Regions from separate parts of the Mus musculus genome. Here regions 1, 3 and 4 are each linked to region 2. A link is a contact called in public Hi-C, HiChIP or PLAC-seq and promoter capture Hi-C data. All regions are on one chromosome and are shown on one strand. Each heading gives the region's core, a stretch centred on a gene start, on an enhancer-like site or on the middle of the called end of the contact. The rest is flanking DNA. Distances are from core to core; before and after follow the strand shown.

What was found. A called contact is a pair of places that touch in the nucleus more often than the background predicts. HiChIP or PLAC-seq counts read pairs in DNA pulled down with a chosen protein or histone mark. Capture Hi-C pulls out chosen DNA fragments and counts their contacts.
Region 1: an H3K27ac HiChIP or PLAC-seq map of double positive thymocytes shows a contact between it and region 2, with 4 times the contacts expected there. The contact joins the promoter of Tlr9 here to the promoter of Manf in region 2. A contact is called at or near these places in 1 of 115 datasets of contacts at active chromatin or transcription factors (double positive thymocytes) and 1 of 9 other capture datasets (adipose tissue).
Region 3: a contact with region 2 is called in a Hi-C map of CD8 T cells, with 4 times the contacts expected there. The contact joins the promoter of Poc1a here to the promoter of Manf in region 2. A contact is called at or near these places in 4 of 484 Hi-C or Micro-C datasets (CD4 T cells, CD8 T cells, double positive thymocytes and 1 more), 2 of 115 datasets of contacts at active chromatin or transcription factors (double positive thymocytes and memory CD8 T cells) and 1 of 9 other capture datasets (liver).
Region 4: a promoter capture Hi-C map of pancreatic islet shows a contact between it and region 2. The contact joins the promoter of Ifrd2 here to the promoter of Manf in region 2. A contact is called at or near these places in 4 of 39 promoter capture datasets (embryonic stem cells, erythroid cells, neural stem cells and 1 more), 2 of 484 Hi-C or Micro-C datasets (B cells and pro-B cells), 2 of 115 datasets of contacts at active chromatin or transcription factors (large pre-B cells and memory CD8 T cells) and 1 of 9 other capture datasets (pancreatic islet).

What each region holds. Positions count from the first base shown.
Region 1 is chr9:106,220,095-106,225,183 of GRCm38.p6, forward strand. It overlaps Tlr9 (toll-like receptor 9), which reads left to right and starts at 2,504. Exons shown (of 2, transcript NM_031178.2): 1 at 2,504-2,612; 2 at 3,421-5,089. The coding sequence starts at 2,610.
Region 2 is chr9:106,888,963-106,894,352 of GRCm38.p6, forward strand. Manf (mesencephalic astrocyte-derived neurotrophic factor) reads right to left here and starts at 2,976. Exons shown (of 4, transcript NM_029103.4): 1 at 2,852-2,976; 2 at 2,109-2,236; 3 at 1,199-1,340; 4 at 1-263. The coding sequence starts at 2,936. The coding sequence ends at 79. It overlaps Dock3 (dedicator of cyto-kinesis 3), which reads right to left. Exons shown (of 53, transcript NM_153413.2): 53 at 3,863-5,390.
Region 3 is chr9:106,277,493-106,282,645 of GRCm38.p6, forward strand. Poc1a (POC1 centriolar protein A) reads left to right here and starts at 3,569. Exons shown (of 11, transcript NM_027354.2): 1 at 3,569-3,964. The coding sequence starts at 3,947.
Region 4 is chr9:107,584,305-107,589,245 of GRCm38.p6, forward strand. Ifrd2 (interferon-related developmental regulator 2) reads left to right here and starts at 3,414. Exons shown (of 12, transcript NM_025903.2): 1 at 3,414-3,642. The coding sequence starts at 3,585. Hyal3 (hyaluronoglucosaminidase 3) reads left to right here. Exons shown (of 4, transcript NM_178020.3): 2 at 448-1,361; 3 at 2,078-2,167; 4 at 2,271-3,055. The coding sequence starts at 465. The coding sequence ends at 2,522.

The DNA.
Region 1 (5,089 bases), core at 1,254-3,753, 670 kb before region 2:
TGTCTCTCCAGGGTCTCTGGGGCTTTGAGCTTGAAGAACCAGCTCTAGTCACCAGGGCCAAAGGAGAAGGTGACAGCCAAGTAGGTCAGCGTTGGGTAGCACTTACCTCCAAGGAAGGCTGAGGAGGCTCCTGGAGGGGTCAAACAGGGAAGTGAACCCCATAAAGAAACAAAACTGAAAACCAGCGGCCATAAAGAAACAAAAATGAAAACCAGTGGCTAGGCATGTGGCGCACGCCTTTAGTCCCAGCACTCGGGAGGCAGAGGATGGCAGATTTCTGAGTTTGAGGCCAGCCTGGTCTACAAAGTGAGTTCCAGGACAGCCAGGGCTATACAGAGAAACCCTGTCTCGAAAACCAAAAAAAAAAAAAAAAAAAAAAAAAAAAAAAGAATGAAAACCAGGTGCAGATTGACTTTGTCAACCTGGATCAGACTTTGGAAACCTTAATAACACGCGGTTTATTCCCAATGGATTTCAGCCCAGTGTAATTTGGGGGTGGGGGGAAGTTACCTGGTATAATACTATCCCTGAAGCACAAGGATGAAGAATTACATTGAAACTCAACTCTGGGTAAAAGATGGGTTCTAGAAGTAGGCTACCTGTACTAGCTTATGGGTCTGGCCTGGTCTCAGTCATACAGATAGCACAGAAGTCATTTGGGCTATTAGCCACCCCTAGTCCTGGTTGTGGGAGCTTGGAGGGGTCTCTGGCTGCAACAGTCATTTAGATTACTCGCTGTTGGTTAACAGATTCCACTAGGCTCCTCCCAAGGACCTAGGCTTGTGCCATCACCTGCCATCTACCAGTTGCAGCGGGCGAAGCAGAGGCACAGCTTATAAAGAGGACTAATTGCTACCTCAGCACTCCCCCACTGTCCTCCTTTTCTCTGCCTCTACCCCCTTTCCAGGTCCCCATTCCCCTCCTTTCCCCCCACAATAAACTTCCCTTAAATCAGGCCTGTCACGTGACATGATTTCTCCTTGGCCTGCCAAGTACTCCCTGACTCCCACCACAATTTATATATTTTGTAACACTGGCCACCTCTGGTCCTGGTTGTAGGAGCTTGTTGTGGTCTGGCCCAACATCACCAGAAGGTTAATCACTTTCTGCCCTCACCTTTCCGCATGGAAGAACAGGTTTTTCATCTTTCCCATGAGAAAGACAACCCAGTGTGCTTAACGTTCTTGGTTCCTCTGGCGATCTCTGTAGGCACAAGGACCTCCTGGCTGTGCTTCCAACCGGTGAACCATTCCATCCCCCAGGGAGATAGGGTGGTGTGGCATACACCTTTGATCACAGCACGCAAGAGACAAGAGGCAGGCTACAGAATGAGTTACAGAACAGCCAGGGCTAGAAACTTAGTCTTGAGGAAACAAATAAACAAACAAAAACACCTCAGGATATAAACAACTGAAAAAAAGCTTCAGGAAGTTCCTGAAAGTGACCAGATGCAATTGGTCCTCCCTAAGCTTATATGGACAGTGGAGACTGCTAAGAAGCACGCTCAGACAAAGGGAGGTGCACAGAGGAGCTTGAAAGAAGCAGAGACCAGCTGAGCTGCCTGAAAAAGGCTCAGACCAACTGTCTTGCCTGGACAATTCACTGTCCAACTGGGATAGTGTCTCCCACTCTGCATCCCCACTTCCCACAATGCCCCAGGTTGAGCTGTCAATACATTGTGCCATGAGCTCTCCATTTCTAGCTTCTGTAGTATCCATGACCTATGCTTTGGTGATACAGCTGTCTTTGAGTCATCTCTGCTCCTTTTAGTAACCCCTCATCCATACTTCAACCAGTAACTCCAATAAAATTCATTGGTAAACCAACTTGGACGTCAGTGGTACCTCGGTTTTGGTCTGTCATTGGTCTGTCACTTGGGTGAGTACACACTTGCTCACATCTCCCCAGGAACAGTGTCACATGACAGCAAGATCAGCCAGAATCTTGGCTGGACCAGCCGCAGCCTACCTCAGAAGCTCCAGCAGCTTGCTGTGCTCTGGGGTCTGGAGTCTGACTGGGCGTTTCGGGAAGTGGAGATGCAGAGTGGGAGATACTATTGCTGGAAGAGATGTGAAGGCTGCCGTAGTAGGAAAGCAGATGTTGGCTCCAGCCTCTGGCTCACAGATGCTCTCCATAGAGTTCTGGGGATAGAGTAGGTGAGAGAGCCACTGTCCCGAGAGCACCCATGAGACAGGCACTGAGGCATGAGAGTGAGGTGACACCCTCCTCACGAGGGTCAGTGCTCTGCCTAGCTCTGGTGCTATTAAAATCTGGTTTCTCATTGACCTTGGGCTGGAGTCTGGGTTTTGGTTCCTTCCCACAGCTCTTTGGGGGGTGGGGGGCATATGTGATACCCTTTGGCTGATTGTGGGGTGGGGAGGAGAGTGGAAAGAGGAAGGGGTTGAGGGGGTTATCTGTCTGCCATCTGACTATGCAAATGATGTGTGACTCATTGTACCACCTGCTCTTTCAGGGTAGGGACAAAGTAGCTACTAAGCTGTAGTGAAAGTGTCACTTCCTCAATTCTCTGAGAGACCCTGGTGTGGAACATCATTCTCTGCCGCCCAGTTTGTCAGAGGGAGCCTCGGGAGAATCCTCCATCTCCCAACATGGTAGGACCCCAGTTCTTAGCCCCCCTGGGGGGAGGGGCACCATGGGAAGGGACAGCAATGGAAAGGACTGTCCACTTTGTGCCCTTGGGACACTCATGGAACCCTAAGGGAATTGGAGCAAAAGCCATCCCCTGAGCAGAGAGTTGAACCTGCTGGGTGGATGGGGAGGCTAAAGCCCCAGACTTCGGTTAATGGTAGCACTTGGCCTGCAGACCTGCCACCCACTGCTCATTCCGAGTCTTCGACCTCTCGGCAGGTTGAGGGTTCTCAAGTCAGACTGGGGAGTCAGATGGGGGCTAACAAGAGCCAGCAAGTGCCGTCAAAGCCTAGATGGAACCCAACCTATACCTCAGTAAGGGTTCAGTCTTCCCTGCATTTTGGTCAAGGAGAATCCAGGAGGCTAGTGGAGCAAGGCTTCAGGGGGGTGGGGTGGAGGTACAGATCTCAGGCAGCTGCTGTGGTCAGGAGGAAAAAGCTGAGGCCCCAGAGGAGAGGAAGAGAAAGTGGGAGAGCCCCAGTAGGCCTGCTGGAGGCTGTCTCGGCTCTGCTACGGGTTGTGTTCTGAGCAAAAGCTCCAAGTCTGGGGCCTGGATTCCAGCCTAGTCCTGGTTCTGTGTCCTTGCTCTGAGCGGCTGTGCCTAAACCCAAATGGTGGATCTGAGTAGCTAGAAGGAGGCTGGTTGTTGGGGCAGTGGGGAAACACTTGAAGACGACTTGGAAGCCCTGAAGAAAGTCCCAGTGTGGAGGAGAGGGTAGAAGAGTGTACAATGACAGTAGACACTTGCTCATTTAGCCCTGGCTCTCACAGGTTCTCCGTCGAAGGACTCTGCACCCCTTGTCCCTCCTGGTACAGGCTGCAGTGCTGGCTGAGACTCTGGCCCTGGGTACCCTGCCTGCCTTCCTACCCTGTGAGCTGAAGCCTCATGGCCTGGTGGACTGCAATTGGCTGTTCCTGAAGTCTGTACCCCGTTTCTCTGCGGCAGCATCCTGCTCCAACATCACCCGCCTCTCCTTGATCTCCAACCGTATCCACCACCTGCACAACTCTGACTTCGTCCACCTGTCCAACCTGCGGCAGCTGAACCTCAAGTGGAACTGTCCACCCACTGGCCTTAGCCCCCTGCACTTCTCTTGCCACATGACCATTGAGCCCAGAACCTTCCTGGCTATGCGTACACTGGAGGAGCTGAACTTGAGCTATAATGGTATCACCACTGTGCCCCGACTGCCCAGCTCCCTGGTGAATCTGAGCCTGAGCCACACCAACATCCTGGTTCTAGATGCTAACAGCCTCGCCGGCCTATACAGCCTGCGCGTTCTCTTCATGGACGGGAACTGCTACTACAAGAACCCCTGCACAGGAGCGGTGAAGGTGACCCCAGGCGCCCTCCTGGGCCTGAGCAATCTCACCCATCTGTCTCTGAAGTATAACAACCTCACAAAGGTGCCCCGCCAACTGCCCCCCAGCCTGGAGTACCTCCTGGTGTCCTATAACCTCATTGTCAAGCTGGGGCCTGAAGACCTGGCCAATCTGACCTCCCTTCGAGTACTTGATGTGGGTGGGAATTGCCGTCGCTGTGACCATGCCCCCAATCCCTGTATAGAATGTGGCCAAAAGTCCCTCCACCTGCACCCTGAGACCTTCCATCACCTGAGCCATCTGGAAGGCCTGGTGCTGAAGGACAGCTCTCTCCATACACTGAACTCTTCCTGGTTCCAAGGTCTGGTCAACCTCTCGGTGCTGGACCTAAGCGAGAACTTTCTCTATGAAAGCATCACCCACACCAATGCCTTTCAGAACCTAACCCGCCTGCGCAAGCTCAACCTGTCCTTCAATTACCGCAAGAAGGTATCCTTTGCCCGCCTCCACCTGGCAAGTTCCTTTAAGAACCTGGTGTCACTGCAGGAGCTGAACATGAACGGCATCTTCTTCCGCTTGCTCAACAAGTACACGCTCAGATGGCTGGCCGATCTGCCCAAACTCCACACTCTGCATCTTCAAATGAACTTCATCAACCAGGCACAGCTCAGCATCTTTGGTACCTTCCGAGCCCTTCGCTTTGTGGACTTGTCAGACAATCGCATCAGTGGGCCTTCAACGCTGTCAGAAGCCACCCCTGAAGAGGCAGATGATGCAGAGCAGGAGGAGCTGTTGTCTGCGGATCCTCACCCAGCTCCGCTGAGCACCCCTGCTTCTAAGAACTTCATGGACAGGTGTAAGAACTTCAAGTTCACCATGGACCTGTCTCGGAACAACCTGGTGACTATCAAGCCAGAGATGTTTGTCAATCTCTCACGCCTCCAGTGTCTTAGCCTGAGCCACAACTCCATTGCACAGGCTGTCAATGGCTCTCAGTTCCTGCCGCTGACTAATCTGCAGGTGCTGGACCTGTCCCATAACAAACTGGACTTGTACCACTGGAAATCGTTCAGTGAGCTACCACAGTTGCAGGCCCTGGACCTGAGCTACAACAGCC
Region 2 (5,390 bases), core at 1,726-4,225:
TAAATTACAAAATGGTTATTTGGGGAAGAGACAGATAAACTGCTTTTTCCCCTTCAGGTGCAGCAGGAATTGGGCAGACTACAGATCAGTCCGTGCGCTGGCTGCCTTGGGGGCGTATTTAGGCATCAGTTCATTTATCTTCCGGATATAGTCAGACTTTTCTGCACAGCCTTTGCACATCTCCCCCCAGTCGTCCAGGATCTTCTTCAGCTCTTTCACCCGGAGCTTCTTCAGGTCCACTGTGCTCAGGTCAATCTGCTTGTCTGCAGGGAGAGCAGGAGAGTAAATGGCTGGGCAGGAGAGGCTGCAGGCCCAACTGTGCTGCACGTCAAACCATCCTTAGGATGTCCAGCCCTACGTGCGGCCGGGAAGACAAATGCACACTGCGCCCAAGATTGAGATGACAGTCTTCACCAGGAAGGCCACCTCAGGCTGTCAGTAGCCACCATAAGACACACAGTGCAGACAGCCTATGTGGTTTAGAGAAGGAACATAGCTCCAGTTCCCCGAGGGCTTCCTACATGCCAGCACAAAGGACAGCTCCAGGCTGAGCAGAGCAGACACACCCCTAGCCTCCCCAAGAGGCACCAGAGTCAGACACTTACTCCATAACCCACGTGACCCAAACAAACCGACACCAGAACCAACCAGGATACCAAATCAAATTCACACAAGTACAAAATTCCCGAACATTAGTGCAGTAAACACTGGCATCGTTTAAACTTTATAGGAGAGGCCTAGCTCTTCTCGAGACTAGGATTCTGTGCAACCAGATGGGCTCTGCCATGGTGATGCTGTAACTGTCACGCCTGGGGTTTAGAGCCATGACTGTTGAACTCAAGTTCCCACCACATCACTTCTCTGCTCAAAAACTTCTAAAGCTCCCAAGTTTTTAGACTAAAAGCCAAATTTCCCCCCAAGGCTCTGTCCAACTTGACCTCTACGTACTCCACCACTATCTATAATCTCTATCTGCACTGCTCTATCAGATGGCCTCTGGGTCAACCCTCATCCTTCAAAGTATGTTAAGTCACCCTTTGACCTCCACCTATGTTCGATGCGCAAGTCTGTTCCCTGCAGCACAGAGAATCATCCTTTATGCTACAAACCCGCTTTTGATGACTCTTCTGGCTAGAAAGTTAAGTCCAGAAAGGGTATGCAGAGATGGTAGAAGGCACAGGGTCCGAGTCACACTCACCGTATTTTAGTTCACAGATCTGGCTGTCTTTCTTCTTCAGCTTCTCACAGATCTTTTCCACAGGGATATGGTGGGCCAGGGGCTTCGACACCTCATTGATGATCTTGGTGGCAGCATCATCTGTGGCTCCAATGTAGTAGCACTGCAGCAAAAACCAAAACAAAACAAAATGAAAGCCTTGAAAAAAATCTGCATGCATGAGAGCATGTGTCAGAGGCCAGAAGGCATCAGGTTCCCTGGAGCTGCAGTGCAGGGTGCTGTGGATGCTGGAATTGAACTCAGGTCCTCCACAAGAGCAGCACACATTCATAACCAACTCTCCAGTTCCAGACAACTGTTAGGTCACCTTGAAAACCTCTCTTTGCCAAGGCTTCGGTTTGTTAGTCTGCCCAGATCTAGCTGTCCCAGGCCCGAGGCACTTGATATATGCTCAGCTGCAGAGTTAGAGTTCCGATGAGAGACTACCATGGAAATTAAAGCTACAAGAGGCTGATGCTCCGCCAGGGTCCTTGACCTTGACTTGGCCCTGGCCATCTCGGGGCACCTAGCCAACTACTTCTGGTTCCAATCACACCAAATTCATTCTGGTCTTTGGGCACTCCCATTGCCTGAGTTGTGCTCACTCCACCTCACTGACTCCCTGTCCTCAGAGGTAGATACCCACTACTTTCTCTCTCAGCTCCCACCCACCAACTCTCCTAGCTTATTTCCTTCATGGCATCTGGCATCACTGCCTTGCAGTTGCCTGTCATTTTCTCTCCTGGTCTTACCAATATTCAGCTTATAGCAATGTTTAATAAATAGAGGATAAAAACACTTAAACCTCACATTAGTATATATACAAGTCCCATCACAAAGTGGACAGTGCCCAAGAGCCAGGGACAGGCTGGGTGGGTCACCAGCTACTTACCAACCGATTCTCTTTGCCTCTTGCTTCACGGCAAAACTTTATAAGTTCTTCTTCAATAGTGGCTGGTGAAAATGTGACATCTCTGTCTTTGAGGTCCTGGTAAAATCGTCCCAGATAAGAAATACAAACTGGAAAAGAGGGAGGAGATGGTAAGTAATTATTAGTCTCCATTTCCCCTGGAAAAAACTCTGTCAGCAGTTTTGCTAGAAGGGATTAATTTTTTTTTTTAACTCGGGTACTCAGAAGTGCACAGAGCCCTTAGGTTGCTGGGGTCCTTGTACCCAGTTGCATGCTGGGAATGAACATTACCCAAGTGACCCACACACAACCCTCTCTGCTCTTTTCAAGTTTAAGTCTAGAGTGGACACGTGTCCTTGAGGGAACTCATTGTGACCTCATAAGGGACAGATTGAAGGCTGAAGCAAATGATCAAAATGCTCCTCATTCCAAATACATCGAACCCCCAAGTGCAGCTTAGTAACCCCGAGACGGTTGCGGCCCACAGGATGCCTTCCTGTAATCGCTAAAGTGATGGGAAGACAAAAACTCCCGGGATGTGGGCTTCCGGCCAAGTTATTAACGCTACTGAACCGACGCGTTCCCTTAAATGGGTCAACGTCTCTAGGCCCGGGAAATAAGTGAGGCCCTTTCTCCAGCGGAGCCCCGGGACGGGCCGTCGCTCCCACCCTTTCGCTTTCCTTGGGTTTAGCGCCGCCAGGCCGCCCCCATCCGGTCCCCCGCACCTTCACAGTCTCCTGGCCGCAGCGCCCGGCTGTCAGGCAGCACGCTCAGGGCCAGCGCTACCGCCAGCCCGCGCGTAGCCCACATCCTCCTCAGCCGTCTCCACCACCGCCGCCGCCGCGCGAATGAACCGCACCCGGCGCGGTGTTCCGCCTAGTGGGCTGGAACAGAAACCTGAGCTTCCCATTGGTGTGCGATCCCCGCGCCCACCCATATGCTGCATCCTCATTGGTCCACGTGCCCAGGAGCCCAGACCGGCGGCTCCACGCTACCCTCCCTCATTGGCTGCTGCTGTCTGGGACCTAGACAGTTGTCGGTTGCTGATTGAGCCTGGGCGGTCCATAGGGGTGCGGAGGGAAGGTGCACGGGTCGCCATGTTGGGTTAGGGCAGCTGCTTTGGCTGCTTACCCGGAACCCTCTCAATCTATTGACTCGACCCGAATGCCGAGTCTTGGTTCCACACCCACTCCTCCCGACGCCCGGACTCGTAGAGCAGCATTTCTGGCGCCACCCTATAGCCAGTAGGATGGGCGGCGGGAGCATGGATCAGAAGCGGTTCCTTGTTTTGAACTACCACGTGGATTGCCGAGCCAATCAAGGGGAACGTCCACTTTGATTCGCCGGCTTGCTCAGACCCCGCTTTAACCTGGGTCAGACGGCAGAACCTCTTAAACGAAAGGTCTCGGCCTGCCTAGTCGTTTCCCGTCCTGGGCCTCTGAGGACCTCGCGGCAAGGCTGCGAGCAGAGGCGTTGGTCTACCTTCCAAATGGAGGCCATGGGATCTTGGGAGGTTTTGTTCTCCACTCTTGGAGACACGAGGATGGGAACTGGAGACATTACCGCCTGGACTGCCCTAATGCTAAGTGCAAGGGCTTTGGCCACTCGCCCTGGAAGGCGGAATATGGAGAGCGGCCGACTAAGTGCAGAAAAGTATCTGGAGCTAAAAGGGCTTGGAGCCCGGCGACAAGGGTTTGAGAGGGGCACTTATGCTCCCATTCAGTGAAATCAGTGGATCAATATCAGGTATTCATCTTTAATTCACATCACAGCAGTCAAGGGATGGAGGTGGGGGAGTCAGTTGCCAGATATTTACATCTAAAAGTCACATTTTTTGTTGGATTTATAACATGCTACCACAATATATACAGTAAAATGCCTCTTGGGACACTGGCACAAATTTTTTTCTTTAACTTTTCTGGTACAGGTAAGATAATTTTAAGTCAGTTTTTCTTTAGACATGAATACACAAAAGAAATGGTTAGAAGTTTTCTTGTTTTAAATAAGCACAGAATGCCAGAGGTTAAAAACACATTTATAGGGCTTATTACCAATTAGACATACTCTATACATTTTTTTGCTCAAATTCCTGTACAAATACACAGCATTCAAATAGGTATTTACAAATACGCTTTAAACAATGAAAATCAGTATTTCACAATCTTTTCAAAGGATTCTGATCTCTGACCTCCCATTTCCCTCACACTGGCTGGTTTTTCAATAAAAAGTATTCAGAATAGGTCCATTTCATCCAGTTGGGGAAAATGGAGAGAAGTAACACAAATATATTTCACTTTGCATAAAGCAAGGTCAAGGAACTTAACCCTACATTCCCCTCCCTACCTCCTGTGCCATCAAGTGGAGAAAGGAGATGTCTGCATGTGATGACTGGCTGCCTCCGTGGACTGAGGTTCAGACGTGCCTGGAAACAAACCTAAAGCTGCCCTACCTAAGAATCACATCCCAAGCTAGACTTGACCCTCATACCTGTGAACCCAGACGGTCCAGAAACAAGCTTACCAGTGAGTCTGGGCTCAGGAACAGGTGTGTGTGCCCTTGGTGCTGGGGCTATTGGATTGGCCTACCTACATCCTCAACAGTCTCCACTCTGCCTGAATGATCCTGAGGGTATCAGAAAGCCCTACACTGTTGGTACCTGGGCCCCAACATACTGTGAACGGAAATGGGCCTTCTTTCTTTTCCTATAGGTTATTTGCTGACAGTTCTATTAAACTTGTTTCTAAGAGAAAAACACTGTGACCATGGGTTTTTCTGTTTGGAAAGAATTGTGGAGAAGGGATAAGCAGCTGGGGCCAGAACTTGGCCATAGCAGGCCAGAAGGCCAACTAGTTAAGGGAACAGGGGAGCAACATACCTGCTCATCAAGGAGAAGGCAGTTTTATGGCCATCACTGATGGGAATGTAAGCAAATAAAAGGAAAACAATTGCCTCAAGACAAGTTATTTTAAAAAGTAACTTAGAAGCACCCTGGTGAAATATTACCATACCCCCACCATAATACCAAGAGTAACGTCAGTGCCCTGACATGAAAGAATTCCCTATAAAGTCACCACTGTGCCCTACTTAACAGACTGGGGAGGTTTGAAAAACTGCCCTTCTGCCTGTCCTGAACCCTGAGTGGTGGGCAGTCCCTATGGGTTTGGAGTGGAGGGCTCAGTACTTGGCTGCTTGGAAGATAACAGTTTTACCTGTGTGGCTCTCTGCCTCCAAAAGGAGAAGTTTCCTCCCACCATTTATTTATTT
Region 3 (5,153 bases), core at 2,319-4,818, 610 kb before region 2:
AAACACAGAGGCAGAGTGACTTTTCTTTTTTGTTTGTTTTCACATGTAGCTTATCACCACCTGTCTAGGCACCAGCCATGACACACAGACTAATACACACCTCATTTTGTCAAGTGAAAAGTCACCACCTACATTCTTCTCCAAGTAGAGAGGAAACTTGTAGGCACGTGGGTGTTTTAAAACCAAACCAGAGGGGCTAGAGAGATGGCTCAGAGGTTAAGGGCATTGACTGCTCTTCCAGAGGTCCTGAGTTAAATTCCCAGCAACCACATAGTGGCTCACAACCACCTGTAATGGGATCTGATGCCTTCTTCTGGTGTGTCTGAAGACAGCTACAGTGTACTTGTCATATATATATAATAAAATCTTTTAAAAAAAAGTACCAGAAATTCCAGGCCTGAGAACTTTGTTGACTTGTGCCTGGATCTCACTCTGTAACTTTGGCTGATCTAGAAATAGCTGGCCTCAAATTCACAGAGACCCTCCTGCCTCTGCTCCGAAGAGCTGAGATTGAAGGCACATGCTGCCATGCCCAGCCCCTTGAGAACTCCTCGGAACAGACTGGACCAAGGAAGAGTGCAATAACCTCCTCTGGGTTCCATAAAAAGAAGACCTAACACCTGTAACAGCGCCACTAACCTGCTTTTCAGTGACCAGTCCCCCAGTCACCAAGTGAATGTGTGAGGGGCCAACAGAATTCACAGTCCTTAAGACTCAACGCAACTCCCTCTCCTTAACTTGGCTCATTCAAATTCCTCTGTTTGTCCATCCATATCTGAGATGCCCCGTGTCTCTGCAGCCCCTCTGCCCCTGCAGGGTGGCCCTGAGAACCACCTACAGTTCTCAACTGTGCTCATTAACAACATGTATAACAATATTCAGAACTCCTCGCAACTGTATCCGTTCCCTACCTCTCCTTCCAGCAAGGCTTCTTTGAAATGTGTAGATCTCTTCAATCTCTCCTGTGTAGTCTACATAATAGTACATTGTTGGGGACTGGAGAGATGGCTCAGTGGTTAAGATCACTGACTGCTCTCCCAGAGGTCTTGAGTTCAATTCCCAGCAACCACATGGTGGCTCACAACCATCTGTAATGGGATCTGATGCCCTCTTCTGGTGTGTCCAAAGACAGAGACGGTGCACTGATATAAATAAAATAAATCCTTAAAAACAATACATTGCGTATGCATACATTCCTATATACACATATTTCCATGTACCTTATTATGTAAAGGTAAGAGATCTGGAAACAATGTTAGCAATTAAGATTGGAATCATGTAACTAGAGTTATAGATCAGATGGGACCTTGCTTTGCCTAGCATGCATAAATCCCCACCACTGTGTAAACCAAACAAGATGGTATAAGCCTGTATTTCCAGAACGGAGGCAGGATCATCTGAAGTTCAAAGCTTTCTTCGGCTAATGCAGTGATCTGAAGGCCAGCCTACATGAAACCCCACAACTGCCGAAATACCATTCAGGCTGTAAAACTCAGCACATGGATAGCACCGCCTGCCAAAACTAAAACAATTACCTAATTCGTCAAAGTCCAGAGATATGGGAAACTCTCTAAATGTACTAACCTTGCTTTTGGACTTCTGTGGTTTCTCTTCTGACTAATTGTTCATGTTAAGTATGTCAATCTAGAACATGTTTTTTTTTAAAAGATTTATTTTATTTATTATATGTATTTATGTATTATATGTATATACTGTAGCTGTCTTCAGACACCAGAAGAGGGAATCAGGTCTTGTTACAGATGGTTGTGACACACCATGTGGTCGCTGGGATTTGAACTCAGGACCTCCGGAAGAGCAGTCAGTGCTCTTAACCACTGAGCCATCTCTCCAGTCCCCCAGAACATTTTATGCTTAAAAGCTCACCCTGAGAAAGCCTTGCGGCTACAATGGGATCTTGAACAACACCCAGTGTAGTTGCTGGCTGGCTAATAAAGACTTTTTATTGGCTTAAATCCGTGTCTTAGCAGTCTCCTCTGGTGGCTACCCCACAATATTCTTAAAAAAAAGAAAGAAAAGAAAAAAAGCAAGGCAACAGAAAAAGATTAGTGGGGCTGGTTTAAGGTTACTTGGGACTGGGTTTCAGACCCAGCACCCACGTGACAGCTCACAACTGTTTGCAACGCCAGTTCCAGGGGATCCGGCGTCTTCATAAGACATCAGACATAAGTATGGTACATATACATACAGGTAGGCAAAACATTCCTACATATGACATTCCTAAAAAAGTAAAAATAAAAAGTCTGTGGCTGCCAGAGGAAGGAACGCTAGGACCACATAGAGAGACCTTATCTGGAAAAGCAGCAAACTGCTACAGCTTGGGAATTTCCTGAGAGGCAATTCATTTTGACATTGTAGGAATATACAAACGTGACCATCATGTTTCTGGCATGGGGTGCTCGTGACACACTTATTGACAAGAGAAAAACTGAAAACTGTTTATGGGAAGGCTGGGAATTTGTGAGCACCTATTTTTGTCTTGAGACTTTCACCTTGCCTATGTTAAATTAGCTTAAACATTTCTAATGTCAAGGTACCAATTCTATGCCAACATAGTTAAAATAGGATCAGATATAGATCCTGTATCTCTCATCAAAACACTAAAAGAATTATTTTTAATGGTGTGTGTGTGTGTGCCTCAGGAGACAAGAGGTGTTGAACTGCCTCAGAACTGGAGTTCCAGGCAGTTGTAAACCATCTGACATGGGAGCTGGGAATAGAACTTTCGTCCTCTGGGAGAACCATATACACTCTGAACCAATGAATCATTCTTTTAGGTCCAAATACACTCCCCCACACGCCAGTTTCTGAGTTTACTGTCCCTGCAGATTTAGGGACACAGTTTCAAGCCTAGGCATGTGGTAAGAAACCTCAGGACACAGCCAGATCCTAATTAGTGTTTTGAGTATGGACAAGTTGGCCGGCCCAGGAGAGATGATGGATGGAAGGTTCTTGAATCTTACAAAACATCCAGTTCAGGTCAGATGCACAGGTCACTCTGGGCTTCGGCTGCTTTCATTGCAGAAGGTGGAAAAGGACGGCCTCTGGTGGTTCCGCCCGACGATTGCTTCTTTCACCTTTTTTTTTTTTTTGGAGCTAAGGTCAGGCTACGACCCAAAGCCTTCTTAAGGCTAAAGAGTTCCGAGCAAGACGGGCCGCAGTCACATCCCCTCTTAAGACAAACGCGGAGGCAGGCCCTCGGAGTAGACGCATTTTTCCTGAGGTCACCCAGTAGAGAATTAAGAATTGAACATATGTCTTTCTGCACCATGGTTCTGACTCTTGAATGACTCCATTTTTTTTTTTTTTAAATAGACACTTAGGAGTATTCGCAGGAACGAACCATTCTGGGGTCCCAAGGCGCTAATAACCTGGTTCTCCATGGCGCCTTGATCGGACGTTTTAAGCCAAGAGCAAGGCCAGTCAGTATCCTCCTTCCGGGATACTTAAGCCTGTCACTCATAATGGTAAAACTCCGCCCGCCCCGGAGCATCTCGGTAAATGTAGTTCTACCTTTATTAAGACTGTGGGGTATAAGTGCTATGTAGAACTTCATTTCCCCGATGGCTGCGCGCTCCGTTACCTGAGCTAGAGCTGAAGGGCCGAAACCTTCATCTAAGATTTTTTTTTTTAAGTTCTTAGGAGGAAAGTGTGACAGCGAACTGAGGCTTTTGGCTGCTCGGCGGGTCACCTCATCTGGAAGAGCGGGAGGACAAGAGCTTGACGCCTATCGAACGACCCGACTTCCGGTCGGCGGACAAAAACCTAGGGCGCTTCTCCTTTAATTGCGGTGGGCGGGACGCGGCGACGCCACCGGCGTTGCTATTGGTGGCGATTGGGGGCGCGGAAACTGAACTGGCACAACTGCCGACCCAGCTATCTCTGGCACTTGGGGCACAGCTGGTCCTACCAGCCCGCTAGCCCCGCTATGGCTGCTCCCAGCCAGGTAAGTCCCTGGATAGTGAGCACCTGACTGGTTGGAACAATGGCCGCGAGAGAGGCGGATGGTGACGCGGGGTTCTAGGGTGACCTCCTCATCCAAGGTTACGGGGTGGATCCGGGCATTGACTTAGCACCCCAGGTGCCAGGCTAGATGTTAGACCACCAGGACGAAGAAATAAGTCTCTGCCTCTGGAATGTACGGCGTATTGAGGAAGACACCATCAAGGCCCGACCCTTGTCGTGGCCTGGGGCGAGCCTCGTAAGCTTGGCCTCTTGTGAGCAACAGGTCTTTTTTGGAGGTGACATCCTTTTCCAACAAGTAGAAGCAGTAGGCCATCGGGATGCCTGGGATAGCGGAAGCCTGCAGTGTGTCCAGGGCTCGATTCTGACCCCTCCCCCCACTCCAGAAAAGGACTTCAAATTGGTCCTTTAAATAAGAATTTGCTTCCACAGGGCCAGGTGGTACCTGATGCACCTGAGAAGACTTGGGTAGAAATAGAAACCAGACTTTTGAGTGCCGATTTGATATTCTGTTTACATTTAGCTCCACGCAGATTTTAGGGGAAACTGTTCAGGGAAGAAGGCATTGGGAAGGGGTGTCACTGATGGAGTCAGACCTGAATCTGCTTCTGCCCACTGAGCCTAGGATGGACACTTCCTCACCCTTGTGTTTCTGAGAGGCTCTGGTGAGGACAGGAGAGGGAATGAGCCCTTGCTCCTTAGTTGATTCTTACCCCTGAACTACCAGGCCATCTGTTAAAAGGCGTGAACCTGCAGGTGTGCTTGGGGGTGGAGCTGGGCACTGGGCCTCACCTTTGTTTGGGGTAGAGCTTTGTGGAATAGCAATGGCTTCGCTGTATCATAGAAATATCCTTTCCCAAGCTGGGTTCCTTGGAGCTCTTCAGGTGGTTTGGTTGTGTGTGTGTGTGTGTGTTTTGTCGTTTTGTTTTTTTTGTTGTTGTTGTTTGCTTGTTTTGTTTTTAATTTTTGGTGTTTGAGGTGGAGGGAGATAACTTACTATGGTCTTGGCTCTCTTGGAATTTACTGTGTGGACCAGGCTGGCCTTGAACTCACAGTTCCACCTGCCTCTGCCTCCCAAGTGCTGGGATTAAAGGTGTTTGTTCCCCACACTGGGCCCATATTTGATCTGTTTGTTGTGGATTTATTGATTCGTCTGATCGTTTGTGTGGTTG
Region 4 (4,941 bases), core at 2,164-4,663, 700 kb after region 2:
CTCATGCTAGGAGCCCAGGCACCCTCACTTCCCTAAGGGATCTGGGAAGTTCCCTGATCTGAGAGGTGATGTGAGAGACCTGAGTGCTGACTATGGATGAAGCAAGGAGGCAAGAACGGAGTGTTACTGAAACAGAGGCAATGTGGGCAGGGGAAGGAAAAGGATTTATGATGTCCATGAGTCTGTGAGGCCTCAGAGTACCCTGTACTCTCTGTACCCTGACAGAGATGGAGGACCCTGGAGGGGAGCAGCCCAGGATGCTAAGGGTATGGGTTCTTTGGGAGACCCGTGGAATACTTGGAGGCCATATTTACCCCATCCCTGCCCCCACCCCCCAGCTTGGTCCCATTCCCTGAGGAGAGCAACGAGGGGAAGCTTTGCTTGCTGTGCAAAAGGCAGTTTGTCTCTTTGGCCATGGACTCTAAGCCCATACCCCCTTTCCTGCAGGTCTCCATCTCTGTGGCATGATCATGCACCTAGGCCTAATGATGGTGGTGGGGTTAACCCTGTGCCTGATGCATGGCCAAGCTTTGCTGCAGGTTCCTGAACATCCTTTTTCTGTGGTATGGAATGTACCCTCAGCAAGATGTAAGGCCCATTTTGGTGTGCATCTGCCTCTCGATGCCCTCGGCATTGTAGCCAACCACGGCCAACATTTTCACGGCCAAAACATCTCCATCTTCTACAAGAACCAGTTTGGTCTTTATCCTTACTTTGGACCTAGAGGTACAGCCCACAATGGGGGAATCCCTCAGGCTGTGTCCTTAGACCACCACTTGGCACGAGCTGCCCACCAGATCCTACACAGCCTAGGATCTAGCTTTGCTGGCTTGGCAGTGCTGGACTGGGAAGAATGGTACCCACTCTGGGCTGGGAACTGGGGCCCCCATCGACAAGTCTACCTGGCAGCCTCCTGGGTTTGGACACAGCAGATGTTCCCTGGCTTGGATCCTCAGGAACAGCTCCACAAAGCCCATACTAGCTTTGAGCAGGCTGCCCGTGCACTCATGGAATACACTCTGCAGCTGGGCCGGACACTTCGCCCGAGTGGCCTCTGGGGCTTTTACAGATATCCAGCCTGTGGCAATGGCTGGCATAAGATGGCTTCCAACTACACAGGCCACTGCCATGCAGCCATCACCACCCGAAACACCCAACTGCGTTGGCTCTGGGCTGCCTCCAGTGCTCTCTTCCCTAGCATCTACCTCCCACCCAGACTGCCACTTGCCTACCGTCAGGCCTTTGTCCGACACCGCCTGGAGGAAGCCTTCCGTGTAGCCCTTTTGGAGCATTCACACCCTCTACCTGTTCTGGCTTATTCTCGCCTCACACACCGGAGCTCTGGGAGATTCCTGTCTCTGGTAAGGAGAAGCTCAGGTCTAAGGATCAGAGTCTAGAGAAACAGCCATGTCCTAGAAAGGTCTGAAGAGAAAACTTTCCCAAAAGGACTTGGAGGTAGTCATGATCTGGGGGTTTTTTAAAAGACCCTAGCTGGGCGTGGTGGCACACAGCTTTAATCCCAGCACCTGGGAGGCAGAGGCAGGCTGATTTCTGAGTTCAAGACCAGCCTGGTCTACAAAGTGAGTTCCAGGACAGCTAGGGATACAGAGAAACCCTGTCTCGGAAAAACCAAAAATAAATAAATAAATTAATTAATTAATTAAAAAAAAAAAAGACCCTATCCTAGTCCAGGCAGTGGTAATGCACACCTTTAATCCCAGTACTGGGGAGGCAGAAGCAGGTGGATCTCTGTGAGTTTGAGGCCATTCTGGTCTACAGAGCAAGTTCCAGGACAGCCAGGGCTACTCAGAGAAACCCTGTCTTGAAAGTCAAAACAACAAAAAGACCCTGTCCTGGACTAGGGAGGTATGGTGATGTACTGGGAGATATCAGTGGTCCCTGGTCTAAGGACTGTTATTCTCTGAATGGAAGTTCTAAGAAATTACTTAGAGGCTCTGTTAAAAGCGCTCTACTCTAGAGGCAGAATCATAGCAGTAAACCAAATGGTGTCGTGGTAAAGTTGGGCCCTGATGGATCTGGCCAGTCAAGCTTGGGCTTAACAGTTCTCTGCCTGCAGGACGACCTGATGCAGACTATTGGAGTGAGTGCCGCACTGGGAACAGCTGGAGTGGTACTCTGGGGGGACCTGAGCTTCTCTAGCTCTGAGGTGAGCGTTGCCCCTCATCGTGCACATGCTGGAGCCCCAAGATAGGGGAGAAGCCATGCCAAGTCATAGAAAAGGAGCTTTGACCTATCTTTTCTCTGTGTAGGAAAAGTGCTGGCGTCTCCATGACTACTTAGTGGGCACTTTAGGCCCCTATGTGATCAATGTGACCAAGGCTGCCATGGCTTGCAGTCACCAGCGATGTCATGGCCATGGTCGATGTGCCCGGAAAGACCCAGGACAAATGGAAGCCTTTCTACATCTGCAGCCAGATGACAGTCTTGGAGCTTGGAATTCCTTCAGATGCCATTGTTATTCGGGTTGGGCTGGCCCTACCTGCCTGGAGCCTAAACCCTGAGCCCAACATAGAGTCAGGAGTCCCTGCCTTTGCTACTTGACCCTGCTGTCATTTTCCCAGTCCTAGAGGAATTCCCCTTTATGCTTTGTTTAGCTTATGGGACTTTCCCAAGTACATATCCCACTTCCACCAATACAACTTCCATAGAAATTCCTGAGGAGCCGGGCATGGTGGCGCACGCCTTTAATCCCAGCACTCGGGAGGCAGAGGCAGGCCGATTTCTGAGTTCGAGGCCAGCCTGATCTACAAAGTGAGTTCCAGGACAGCCAGGGCTATACAGAGAAACCCTGTCTCAGAAAAAAAAAAAAAAAAAAAAAAGAAGCTTCCGGGTCAGTTCCAGGCATTTAAGGTGACTAGCCTAGGACTTTGTTCCTATACCCCAGCGTATCTATAGAGAAGTAAAATCTAGGTTCAGACAACCCCTACATGCCTCCCAACACACATCCCCCCCAAAAAAAATTAAGCTAAGGTCTGTTAAACGCTAAGCTATTATCTGTATTTTTATCCATAAAGTCACTCTTTCATTACTTGAAGTTTGTCCTCACCATTCTATCTAGGGCCAAACCTGGCGCCTCCAAGCAGGTGCTTCGTTATCAGGCCCTGCAGACGCTTCTAGTGAGAAAGGAAACTACTGAGTTAACTATGAACCGCGCGGGCGGGGGTAGGGGAAGGAGGGGCGAAGTGGGTACGCAGGGCATTGTGGGTACATAGTTTAGCTAGAGCGGCGTCGGCTTATGTGTCTCCGGAATGGACTACTACTCCCGTCGTGCACTGCGCACAACTTGGGCGGTGCTAATCTGTGTACGCTGATGCCTGGGGATAGTAGTTTCGGCCGCGTGTATGTGGATCTGAACTTGGTGGCCGGGAACTCACCTTCCCAGCGACCCATTTGACAGGGCGGGGCGCCTCACGAAGATGGTGGCGCGCGCGGCGTGTGGCTCCTGTCGTCCTCGCCAGTCTCAGCTCAGCACACGGGCCAGCGTTTCGCTGGTTTGGAGTCCCCGCCCTCCGGGTCCCTGACCCCGCGCCCCATTCCCGTGTTCCCAATTCTCGGTTCCAGGAATGCCTCGTGCTCGGAAGGGCAATGCGCTCCGCAAGGGCGGTCAGCGCCGTGGAGGAGGTGAGTCCGGGGGCTCCAGTAGACTTGTTCAGTAGTGAGCGGGGGTGTTCCGTGATTCCCCTTCGATGTCATTGAGGGACCTGAGTTGATGAATCTTCCCAGATCAGCCCAGCGTGACCTCCCAGAACTCTGCTAAGGCTCGCACGTGCCCCAGCTGGCATTGGCCACGTGTGCGCCTCACTTGAGCACATTGCCAGCTGTTTTTCGAAATCCCGCGCCGCAACGATGACTTGACCAGCATTAAGGACCTAGGTTTTCCCATCGCTACTGGGGTAGAAAACCACACCAGAAAGAGCGTGAAGCCAACCCTTTTGCCAAATACTAGTAGTGCATTTGGTAGGCTGCACAAGGAAATTAGCAGAGAGACCTTGTCTGTTCTGTAAAACGGGGAAGTGTGATTGGAAAGGTAGAGAATTGGGGCCCTGTCAATTGGACTAGAGACCGGGAGGACATCCAGAGAGACCGAAGCAGCCTGGAGACTTCTTATCAGACTCAACCAGAAGCATGACCTGTTGCATTAAACAAACAACTGCTGAAAAAGAGTGCCTGCCCAGCATATTTTTGACCTGACAGCCACTTTAATGTGGCTTGGGTCTCGGGGCATTTAATAGGGTGGTGACAGTTCCACAAGAACTAGTACTGAAAGCATATACTTACCGAGAGTGGTCTTAGAATTATGGCAGGCCCTGTGAGGGGAGCTTCTGAGACGGTAAAGAATCTGGCGCAAGGGCCCAGCAGCCAAAGGGACCACAATACAGTGCGGCAGATGAGACCGTCCGGGCAGTTTTGACAAGTAGGATAGTAAGAGAAGAGGTGAACAGAAATCAACGTGTGGGCTGAACGTTTTTTTACAAGCAAGTAATGTTAGTGGTCCCTAAGGTGTAAGGACTCCTACTGGGTCAGAACCTGTCCAGGGTGCCTACCATAGTAGCTGCCCTATTTAAGGCCAGTCTTCAGCCCTGGAGAGAGCTCACAGGCCGTCTCTCTGTTCCTGCCCTACTGACACTTTGAGAGTCCCTATGTTTACTTTTTCAGACACCCGGTCAAGAGCTTCTTCTGGTCTTCCAAGGCTCAGAGGCACCATCGTGTCTATACCTAAAGTTGGTGGCCCTGAGTGGACCAAAGGAAGCTCAGAAAACAATATATTTGAAACACAGAGTGCCCAGCACACCCACAGGGACCTGGGCCTCTGCTGCTCCCAGAGTTGGTAGCCTAGTGAGTGCCGTGGCCTGGAGCAGAGCTATTGCCAGTTACATGTCTTTACCTGCTAGACCGAGGGGCGTACTTTGTTGTCCACAC